2 separate regions of the Cricetulus griseus genome follow, and region 2 is linked to region 1. A link is a contact called in public Hi-C data. All regions are on one chromosome and are shown on one strand. The core of a region is the stretch at or near the end of the contact, and the rest is flanking DNA. Distances in the headings are between cores, read along the strand shown. Region 1 overlaps LOC103162023 (a long non-coding RNA gene). Region 2 holds the start of Nop2 (probable 28S rRNA (cytosine(4447)-C(5))-methyltransferase).

What was found. A called contact is a pair of places that touch in the nucleus more often than the background predicts.
Region 2: a Hi-C map of the CHO-S cell line shows a contact between it and region 1, with 3 times the contacts expected there. The contact joins the promoter of Nop2 here to the enhancer-like site in region 1. A contact is called at or near these places in 4 of 8 Hi-C or Micro-C datasets (the CHO-K1 cell line, the CHO-S cell line and liver).

Annotation. Positions count from the first base shown.
Region 1 is chr8:21,167,751-21,172,932 of CriGri-PICRH-1.0, forward strand. It overlaps LOC103162023 (a long non-coding RNA gene), which reads right to left. Exons shown (of 4, transcript XR_004770969.1): 4 at 4,623-5,182. Among named protein-coding and RNA genes, the nearest start is that of Cd27, 19 kb to the right of the region's middle. Within about 2 kb of position 2,026, at least 3 of the 6 cell types and tissues checked have open chromatin away from gene starts, as enhancers often do. A contact at or near this core is called in the CHO-K1 cell line, where this site is marked.
Region 2 is chr8:21,294,173-21,299,354 of CriGri-PICRH-1.0, forward strand. It overlaps Nop2 (probable 28S rRNA (cytosine(4447)-C(5))-methyltransferase), which reads right to left and starts at 3,035. Exons shown (of 16, transcript XM_027428301.2): 1 at 2,876-3,035; 2 at 2,543-2,652; 3 at 1,434-1,479; 4 at 1,200-1,288; 5 at 306-490. The coding sequence starts at 2,648. It overlaps Chd4 (chromodomain-helicase-DNA-binding protein 4), which reads right to left. Exons shown (of 40, transcript XM_027428295.2): 39 at 4,777-4,940; 40 at 4,028-4,631. The coding sequence ends at 4,614.

The sequences.
Region 1 (5,182 bases), core at 776-3,275:
GCACTGGCCACTCTTCCAGAGGAGCTGAGTTCAATTCCCAGCACCTATGTGGCAGCTCACAACTGTCTGTAAATCCAGTTCCAGGGGATCTGACACCCTCACACCAATGCACAAAAAATAAAATTAAATATATATATATATTATATTATATATATATATATATATATATGTTTTTAAATCAACACATACTCACAGCATCCTATCTCTTATTCTAGCCCCTTTCCAGTCTGTCACATTCTTTAGCATGGATGTGCTTGTAGTTTCTCAGCCCTGGTTTCACACTGACTATCCTGAGGTCTTCTGAGGTCTCCACACTGCTGATCCTGGGGTCTCCACACAGCTGATCCTGGGGTCGCCACACTTCTAATCTTGGGGTCTTCACACTTCTGATTCTGGGGTCTCCACACTGCTGATCCTGGGGTCTCCACACAACTGATCCTGGGGTCTTCACACAGCTGATCCTGAGGTCTCCACACTTTTGATTCTGGGGTCTCCACACTACCAATCTTGGGGTCTCCACACTGCTAATCTTGGGGTCTCCACACTGCTGATCCTGGGGTCTCCACACAACTGATCCTGGGGTCTTCACACAGCTGATCCTGGGGTCTCCACACTGCTGATCCTGGGGTCTTCACACAGCTGGTCCTGGGGTCTCCACACTGTTGATCCTGGGGTCTCCACACTGCTGATCCTGGGGTCTTCACACAGCTGATCCTGGGGTCTTCACACAGCTGGTCCTGGGGTCTCCACACTGCTGATCCTGGGGTCTCCACACTGCTGATCCTGGGGTCTCCACACAGCTGATCCTGGGGTCTCCACACAGATGATCCTGGGGTCTCCACACAGCTGATCCTGGGGTCTCCACACAGATGATCCTGGGGCCTCCACACAGATGATCCTGGGGTCTCCACACAGATGATCCTGGGGTCTCCACACTGCTGATCCTGAAGTTCCCACTTTACTACTCGGAACTCTAGGAAAGGTGATAGTTTGTCCCATCTGCCTACTCTCTACCTTGTCCTGCTGCGTTCTTTACTATTTCCCTTCCATTCTGAGTGCTCTGCCTCAGGAACCGTGAGTTCTCACACTGCTCTCAGCCCTGGTGGAGAAGGCAGGAGCTGGGGATTCACTGTCCCAGGGCACATTTACCAGCACTGCACCCTGTACTGCCTATTACCTGACACTTGTTCACATCGCCCTACGAGGAGAGCTTCAGCGCCCATCCACCAGTCCACCCGTCCACTCATCCTCCCCTACCTGTTACGGCAGAGACAGACTCATTCACAGATCTTGAGCAATAAGCCCCGCTAACAAGTGATGGAGCCACAGAATGGTCTCAGGGTGGTGCAAACATTTACCTCAAATGGTCCAGTACCCCTTCAAATCTTTGTCATCTCACTGATCCTTGGGTCTCCCCTAGGACCCCCTCTTCAGCCTCCTCTGGCCTCACCTTGCCTGGGTCTATTATTCTCAACATTCCTTTCTAGGCAATATGTGCTCATGAAAATGCCAATTCTGACCTTACTTTTATGTAAAAGAGGTATCAGTTTTGACATGAGCAAAGTACTTGAATGAACATACCTCCAGGCAGTACACACAAAAGGCTGATAAACACAAAATGTGACAGTAACCGGGTATGGTGGCGCACACCTCTATGTCAGCACTTGGGTCATCCTCAGCTCTACAACTGAGTTTGAGGTCAGCCTACCTTACATAAGGCCCTCAAAAAAAAAAAAGAAAAGAAAAAAAAATCACCACAGCTCTTGCCCCCCATGGGAGTGCCTGTCCCTTCAGAAGCAGCTAGCCAAAATCCTGCAGGAATGAAGGGTCAGGGGCGGCAGACAACAAACTCACACTTCCGCCCAAACTTTCCCAGCCTAAGGAGCCACCGGAAGTGATGGCACTGCGGGAACAATTAGTCAGCCGAGTTCCCCTTCAAGTCACAGAATCTAACTCTCCATCTATGACTTCAGATAAGCTACACAACGAAACCCCAGCAACAGCACACAGGCTGTCATGGCAACACACCCACACCCCTCGCTGTCATCCTGCGCTACAGAGACAACATCTGTCCTCTTCAAAGGCAGCATGCAGCCAGGCCCCATGCTGGCATTCACCTGTCATCTCGTCAGTTGGGTGGGAGAGGCAAGGAATTAAAGGTTATCTTCCACTATACTGTCAGACTGGGGCTAACTGAGACTGCAGGAGAACCTCGCTAAATAAATAAATAAACAACATAAGCAAAGGATAACAAAAACAAAATTAGCTGGATATAGTCTCAGATTTATAGTCAGTGCATAGAACATAAAGATGGGAGAATCAGGTGTTCAAGGTCATTCTTAGCTACAAAATCAATCTGAGGCCATCCTGGACTACATGAGACACTGTCTTTAAAATGAATGAATGAATGAATGAATGAATGCAATAAAACCAGGGAGCCGACACAATGGTGCATGACTTTAATCCTAGCACCCAGGAGGCAGAGGAAGGAGGATCCCTGTGAGTTCAAGGTCAGCCTGATCTACAAAGGACAGCCAGGGCTCTGTTACACAGAGCAACTCTATCTCCAAAAATCAAACCAAAATAAAACTAGAGAGAAAATTCCAAATTCTAGTTTTGATAGCATTAGAAAGATTAAAACCTTACCAAGAAACTAATCAAGTAAACTGTAAGACTTACACAGTGAAAGTCATAAAACATTTAAAGGCATTAGTGAGTATTAAAGGAATCAGAAGATTCGGGTGTCCATGGAGTGAAAGACCTGATCGTGTTACAATAGTAATACCACCAAGTTCCACCTGTGTATCCAAGACAATGCCCATGAAAATTCCAGTCACCTCTTTTTGCAGAAATGAAACTAATGCTAAATTCACCTGGCAATTCAAAAGGCACAAAATAGCCAAAAATATTTTGGAGAGGCCAAAAAGCTGGCTCAGCAGATGAAAACATTTGTCCCCAAGGCTGACAACCTGAGTTTGGTCCCTGGGACCCACAACAGTGGAAAGAGAGCATCAGTTTCTGCAAGTTGTCCTCTGACGGCCACACATGTGCCATGAGACATTCAACCCACACCCAAATGAATCAACAAAACAACGTAAAAAAAAAAAAATGTTATTTCACAGAAGAACAAAAGCAGATGACTCATACTTTCTAGCTTCTTTTTCTTTTGTGAAAGATCTCGCTATAGCTCAGGCTGAACTTTAGCTTACAGTAATCCTCCTGCCTCAGCCTCCTAACTGCTGGGATTATATAGGCATGCACTACCACCCCAGTTTCTACTTCATGATGTCAAAACTTACTGTGAAACTAAGGTAACCAGAACTGTAGAACTGACAGAAAGACGGACGTAGACTAATGGAATAAAACTGGGAGTCCAGAGATCAAACTATATCATCTGATTTCTGTGAGGGTACCAAGACTATTCTGGGTGAAAAGGATAGTTTTTTCTGACTTGAGGCACTGAGACAACTGTGTATCTGCCAGAAGTGGAATGAAGGTTGACTTCTACCTAAGATGCTATTTTTAAAAACTTCTTAAAAACCCCACTTGAGGGTGTCACAAAAGGAGAGCATTTGCCTAGCATGTATGAAGCCACAGGTTCAATCCCTAGCATTTAAGTAAAAGGAAGTTAACTCAAAATAGATCCAAGAGTGAAATACAAGAATTAGAACTAAAAAACCATTAGAAGGAGACAGATGACAACCTCTGTGGCATTGGGTTGGGTGACAGTTTCTTAAGTGCATCACCAAGAGCTTAAGCAACAAAAGGAAAAATAGATAACACGTGACAGGAAAGGGACAGAGAATGAGTGGTAGGAAATACTAATTTGGGGTGTATTGTTGCTATTATTATTATTATTAGTTCGCTTGCTTTCATGTAACATGCATTCATGCTTTGCCTGCATCTGTGTCTTTGTAAAGGTATTGGATCCCCTGAAACTGGAGTTACAGACAGTTGTAAACTGCCATGTGGTTGCTGGGAATTGAACCCAGGTCCTCTGGAAGAGCAGCCAGTGCTCTTAACTGTTAAATCATCTCTCCAGCCTCATGTTTTATTATTATTATTATTATTATTATTATTATTATTATTATTATTAGTGTAGGGAAGGTGGTGTTGGGTGAATACCACAACATGTATGTGAAGGTCGGAGAACAACTTTTGCATTTTTTAAAAAAGATTTATTTATTTCTTATGTACACAGTGTTCTGCCTGCACGTATCCCTGCAGGCCAGAAGAAGGCACCAGATCTCATTACAGATTGTTGTGAGCCACCATGTAGTTGCTGGGAATTGAACTCAGCAACTCTGGAAGAGCAGCCAGTGCTCTCAACCTCTGAGCCATCTCTCCAGCCCAACTTTTGCATTTTTTCCCCCTCTGAGGCAGGGTTTCTCTGTATCCCTGGCTGTCCTGGAACTCACTCTGTAGACCAGGCTGGCCTCAAATTCAGAGAGATCTGCCTGTCTCTGCCTCCCAAGTACTGGGATTACAGGCTTGCGCCACCACCATCTAGCTTTAAGGTTTTTTGTTGTTGTTGTTTTGTTTTTTGTTTGTTTGTTTTGTTTTTTGGAGACAGGGTTTCTCTGTGGCTTTGTGGAGGCTGTCCTGGAACTAGCTCTGTAGACCAGGCTGGTCTCGAACTCACATAGATCCGCCTGCCTCTGCCTCCCGAGTGCTGGGACTAAAGGCGTGCGCCACCACCGCCCAGCCTAGCTTTAAGTTTTACTTTTATTTGCGTGTATCAGTGTGTGCCTACTTGTTTGTATGTGCCCCACATGCATGCCCCGCAGAGACCGGAAGAGGGCATCAGATTCCTTGGAATTGGAGTCATAGGTGGTTGTGAGCCACCCCTTGTGGTTGCTGAGAACTGAACCAAGGCCCTCTGCAAGAGTGGCAAACACTAACTGCTGAGTCGTCCCTCCCTCCAGCCCCCAAAGAACAACTTTTGAGAGTCAGTTCTCTCTTTTTGCCTTGCACAGTCGGATCTCTCATTGTTTCTGCTACTCTGTGTGCTCCGGGCAGCTGGCTGTGAGCATCCAGGCAATTCTTGTCTCTCCTGCCGTCTCACGCACGGGAGTGCTGGGGTTTCAGATGTGCGCAGAAATCAGACGTCTTCACATGGGCTCCAGGGACTGAGGTCTGCTGCTTATTAGGTTTGTGCTAAGCCGTTTCTCCAGTCCCAGAA
Region 2 (5,182 bases), core at 1,785-4,284, 130 kb after region 1:
TTCAAAGTCAGGCCTAGTGGCATATACCTGTAATCCTAGCACTAAGGAGGCCAAAGTAGGACAGTTGTGACTTTGAGGCCAGCTTGGGTTATGAAGTCAGAGTCCAGGCCAACCAGAGCCACACAGTGGAACCTCATCTCTAAAGAACACACAAGCTATGTGTGGTGGACCCGCCTTTAATCCCAGCACTCAGGAAGCAGAGGCAGGCAGATCTCCGAGTTAAGGAGCCAGCCTGGGCTATACATCAAGACCCTGTCTGAAACAAACAAAAGATCTACTTGAGAGCACACAGAAGTGAATCTCACCTTTTCCTCCTCATCCTCTGAGTCTGAGTCAGCTCCATAGTCATCCACCATGTCAGCATCACTGTCCTCAGAGCCCCACAGGTCCCCCTGGTTTGCCACGCCATCTTCCTCAGAGTCTTCCTCCTCATCCCCATCACTGTTAGAAGTTGGTGCTGGGCGCTTCTTACCCCGAGCCTGGACAGCTCCTGAACACAGTGAAGGTTTGACAAATCGGTTGGATGGCCATCACACTCCCTGCCGAACACCTCTGGAGCCTGTACTTTCCCTAGCCCTAAGAATGACCTTTGGGGGCTGGAGCGATGCTGTAACAGTTACAGAGTACATACTGGTCTTTCAGCAGACCCAGTTCAGTTCACAGAGCCCGCACCTGACAATTCACAACCACCTCCAGGTGCATTCAGCATCATGTGCAAACATCCATACACTCTCACACACACACAATTAACAGATAATAAAAATAGGGCTGGAGAGAAGGCTCTTGCAAAGGACCCAGGTTTGGTTCCCAGCACTCATATGGTGGCTCAACTACCTGTAATCCTAGTTCTGGGGGGATCTGATGCCTTTTTCTGACCTCCATGGGCATTCATGCAGGCAAAACACTCACACACATAAAACAGACACAAAGTACTGAAAAATCAATTTTAACTAGGCATGGCAGCATACTCAAGAGGTAGAGGCAGTGGATCTTTGTGAGTTCAAACCCAGCCTGGTCTACATAGTGAGTCCAAGGACAGCCAGGGCTACACAATGAGATCCTGTTTCAAACAAACAAAAATAGATCTTAGTAATAAATAAATAAATGCCTTCTGTTTTTCCTTCCATTCTAGAAATGCTTAACCCTATCCAGGACCTAGAAGATTCCTCACACGGCAACCAACTCCCATTCTCACTAACCTTTTGCTAACTCTCCAGGCAACGTTTTGATCCCTGGAGACTTATTTGGCTTAGGGACTTCAACGGACCCGGACCTCCTCTTGGCTGCCCTGAAGATACAAAAATTGAAGACATGAGAACACACCTCTAGGGTCTGACACATCCCACCTTAACAAGGAAACATGACAACACACAACTAGTCCTCCATATTTCAAGCAGCTCCAATTTCTGCTAAGCCTGGGCATCCACACTCACCTCTTCCGAGCACGACTGGACAGCCTCTTGAAATTCTCATCACCAACTGTTTTAAAAAGGAGCAGATTAGGAGTTTATAAGAAACACACAAAATGGGAGCAGGACTGTAACTGGGAAGAGAGTCACTACAATAACTGAAGTGTGACAGAGGGAACCGGTGATGTGGTTCAGTGATAGCCCCCACCATTCACAGGATCAGGAAAGAAAGACAGAAGGTTACAAAGCACAGTCACTGTGTATCACTCCTTCACACTTTACTAGGAGTCAAGGCGAGATGTGGAAGAGGGGAGAGGGGACAGCCTGTGGCAAGAATGGGAAAAGCCTTGGGTTCCATTCCCATCACCTCCAGTAAAGCAGGGGAAGAAAAAAAAGACGATGTAGAGGCTACGAAGTAATCATCTGTCTGCCTGTTCAGCAACAACCCCAAAAGGGACACTCTGGTAACAGCACAACCTCAAACCCCTTCCTGCCCTTTCCTCTAGTCTCAGCTTATTCAGTTGTCAACTACAGTAGAGTTCGACCTCGCTAATGTTATTTTTTATACTCTACAAGAAGTTACGGCCCTTTCCACTTACAACTGTGTGTAAGACACCCGACTCCTCAGCATCCATTTCCTGACAAAGCCTCTGTTCTAGGACCCTAAAATTCGAAGACGCCGTACCTTGGGTCCATATCGTTGAGGACCTCTTTCATGGGCCTGTGACTGGCCAATACTTCATTAAACTGCACCTTCCATCCAAAACCGAACACCAACTCTCTTTGCAGTCTTTCCTCCCAAGCAGGGCCTCACCATACATAGGACTCAGACCCAGGCTTTCATCCCTTCTTCCAGACAACTTATGAGTGGCCTGTCTGTTCCCAACTCTTGCTTGCTAAAACCAGGCTCGACAAAACCTTTCTAAATTCACGAGAGCCCCTTTTCTGGAAAGGGCTCCTCTCCTCGCACACCGGGGTACCCGTGCCCCAGTTGCATCTCACTTCCAACACGGATAACTACGTTCTGACAAGTCACATCTATGCAGCAGGTGAAGGCGGTCGCGCAAACGGAAAAAGGCTCTGATATAAAACCGAGCAAAGGCTGGGCGGGGTCAGGGACCTACGACCCTCACCTGCAGGCAAGAATTTGACCAGTTCAGTCTCTGCACCCTTCTGTTTCCGGGCCTTTCGGCCGGGCCCACGCTTCTCCTTCTTCGTAGGGTCCAACTTACGCCCCATGGTACTAAAGCAAAGAAAAACGAGGGAAGACGGCGATGTGGATGCTGGAAAGGGATCGCAGGCTTAGGCTCAGCGACAATACCCGGGAAGGAGCACCGCCCGGCCCAGAACCTGCGCTCGCGCCCCCGGATGGGCCCCTGAAGGCACAGCCACCAGGCCCCCGCACCGCGCCGCGCCCCCTCGGCAGGCCCAGGTCGCAAGCCCGTCCCGGGATCCTGCAGACGCACCTGAAACCTCCGCTTGGCTAGTCCTGGCTCCGGACGCCGGTCGCCTCCAGCCAAGGCCCGCTCCACGTGCACTCGGGGAAGAGCAGCCAGACAGCAAGCCGACCAATTGTATCGCGCACGCGCAAAGCGCCCGGACAGGGCCCCGCCTCTTCCGGCGGCGGCACCGGAACGGACCAAGTACAGGAACGCGCGCATCACCGGCTCCGGCGGCTCGGGGAGGGAAACGTGCAGCGACGGGCTCCTGCTCACTCTGCCCTCCCGCCGAGCGTCAGCTTCTCTCCGCGGGTTCCAGCTTAGGGCGCCCGAGGTAGCCATGCTCCTACCCAGAACCGCAGCTCTCACCCTGGCATCCTGCGAGCTGCCTTAGATCTCAGGATCGCGAGCTTCCACGGCTCCGCTCACCGTTCCCCCACGTTTTCATTAAAGCCAAGCTTCCCCTCCTCGCTGGCCCTTTTCACTTAGCATCGGCCTTCCTCAAAGCAGTACTAGAGTTGCACTTTCCAGACTCAGGAGATGGCTCAGTGGACTAATGAGCTGGAGCTGGCTGTCAAGCGTGACAGCCAGAGTTGATTACAGGGACACACCCACATTGTGGGCTTGGGAACCAACTCTTGCTAGTCATCCTTTGGCCTTCACCTGCACATTAATCCTCCCCACAAATACGTGTAAAAGAAACAAACAAAAATATATAAACTGTAAGCCGGTGTGGTGGTGCACTCCTTTAATCCCAGCTCTGAAAGCAGTTTGGAGGCCAGCCTGGAGTTCAAGGACCCAGACCTACACAGAGAAACCCTGTCTTGAAAATACAAACTAGGAAAAACCAATCACTGAAAAGATCATGTAGGACACGTCCTTAATTCCCACACTCAAGAGGCAGAGGCAGAGGCAGAGGCAGAGGCAGAGGCAGGCAGTACTTGATGACAGCCTGTTTCAAAAAGATAATTGTGTATAATGTTCCCATGTAGAATGCTTCTCAGCACCTAGGTGGCCATACTGGCCTTGTCTTCACAACTACCAGGCAGGTACGTTTTGATGCAAGACTCTGGGAGTAATTTGTAGGTCAGAGCCTACAAAGGGATGATGGAGCAGCCTCTTGTTCCCCACAGCAGGCAGCACCTGGCACCCACACTCACCCACACTGAACCAGATCACTAAAATACAAGGAAACTTTTATTTTTCAATTCTCATGAAGAAACTTGTGGTTTTTTATGCTTTTGGTTCTTTTCCTTTTTTTTCCCCCCCAACTTTATTTTAGCCGCTCAGTGGCTGGAGCCGCTGGGTTCCTGGTATTAAAAAGATGCCAACAGAGGTAGCTGTGTCTTGCCCAGGGGCCCGGCCCACTCTGAATAACCCCCAAAAGGAGAAAACACAAAGTAAACCAACAAAATAAAACCAAAAAGAGGAAGAAATTCAGATCATTTTCTTCAAGCCTGGCAAAATCCACAACAGTTTGTAACAGGCGCACGGTGGGGAGAAGCCAGGGTCCAGAAGGCAGCCAGCCCGCAGCTCCTTGCACATGGCGCCGCACTACTGCTGCTTGTCTCTCCAGCAGGAAGGGCACCATTGTCCCTCACTCCCTCCCTGCCCCTAGTGCACAGGGCTGCTCCTTTACAACTCAGAAGATGGGCAGAAGGAAGGCGAGGATCTCCCAGGCCCCCAGGGGGGCAGCCAGGACAAGAGAGAGTGAGGAAGGTCACTGCTCAGTGGCGGAGGTGGTGTCATCACTCTGGGTCTTTCTTCACTGCTGCTGGGCTACCTACAGGGAAAAACAGCCAGAGTCAGAACAGAGGCCAAGTAACCCTGAGGCCCCAGGAAGCAACCATTAGGAAAGCCAAGGACACAAGCAAAGTACAAATTCCATGGCTTTGTGGGAAGAGCTGCAACTGAAATATGGGTCCTACCTGCTGTGGGGGAGGTTCTGGTGCCCTGTTTGCCAGGCGGCTGAGAATGTTCCGCTCTGACATCTGTAACCTCACAGCAACTGGGGGGATTCGGGCAATGGTAGCTGGGAGTCGAGTCACGTCAGCTTTCATGTCACTCAACAGTTCTTCCAGCTGTTTCAGGACTGCAGAGGGGAAAAAAAAAAAAAAAAAGGTCGTGAGCTGTGGTAGTCAAGGGCACAGTTCTAACCTAGAAGGACTGGCTGCCCCACCAGCATGTACCAGGGTATGCCACTGCCTCTTGACATTCACTTAACTGGGCCTGGCAGAGCAGCCTATTCCTCACATTCTAGTTCCATGTGGCTTGTTTCCCATGTTGCCCAGGCTAGGGCTGGAATTTCTGAACTGAGGTAACATTCCTGCCTTG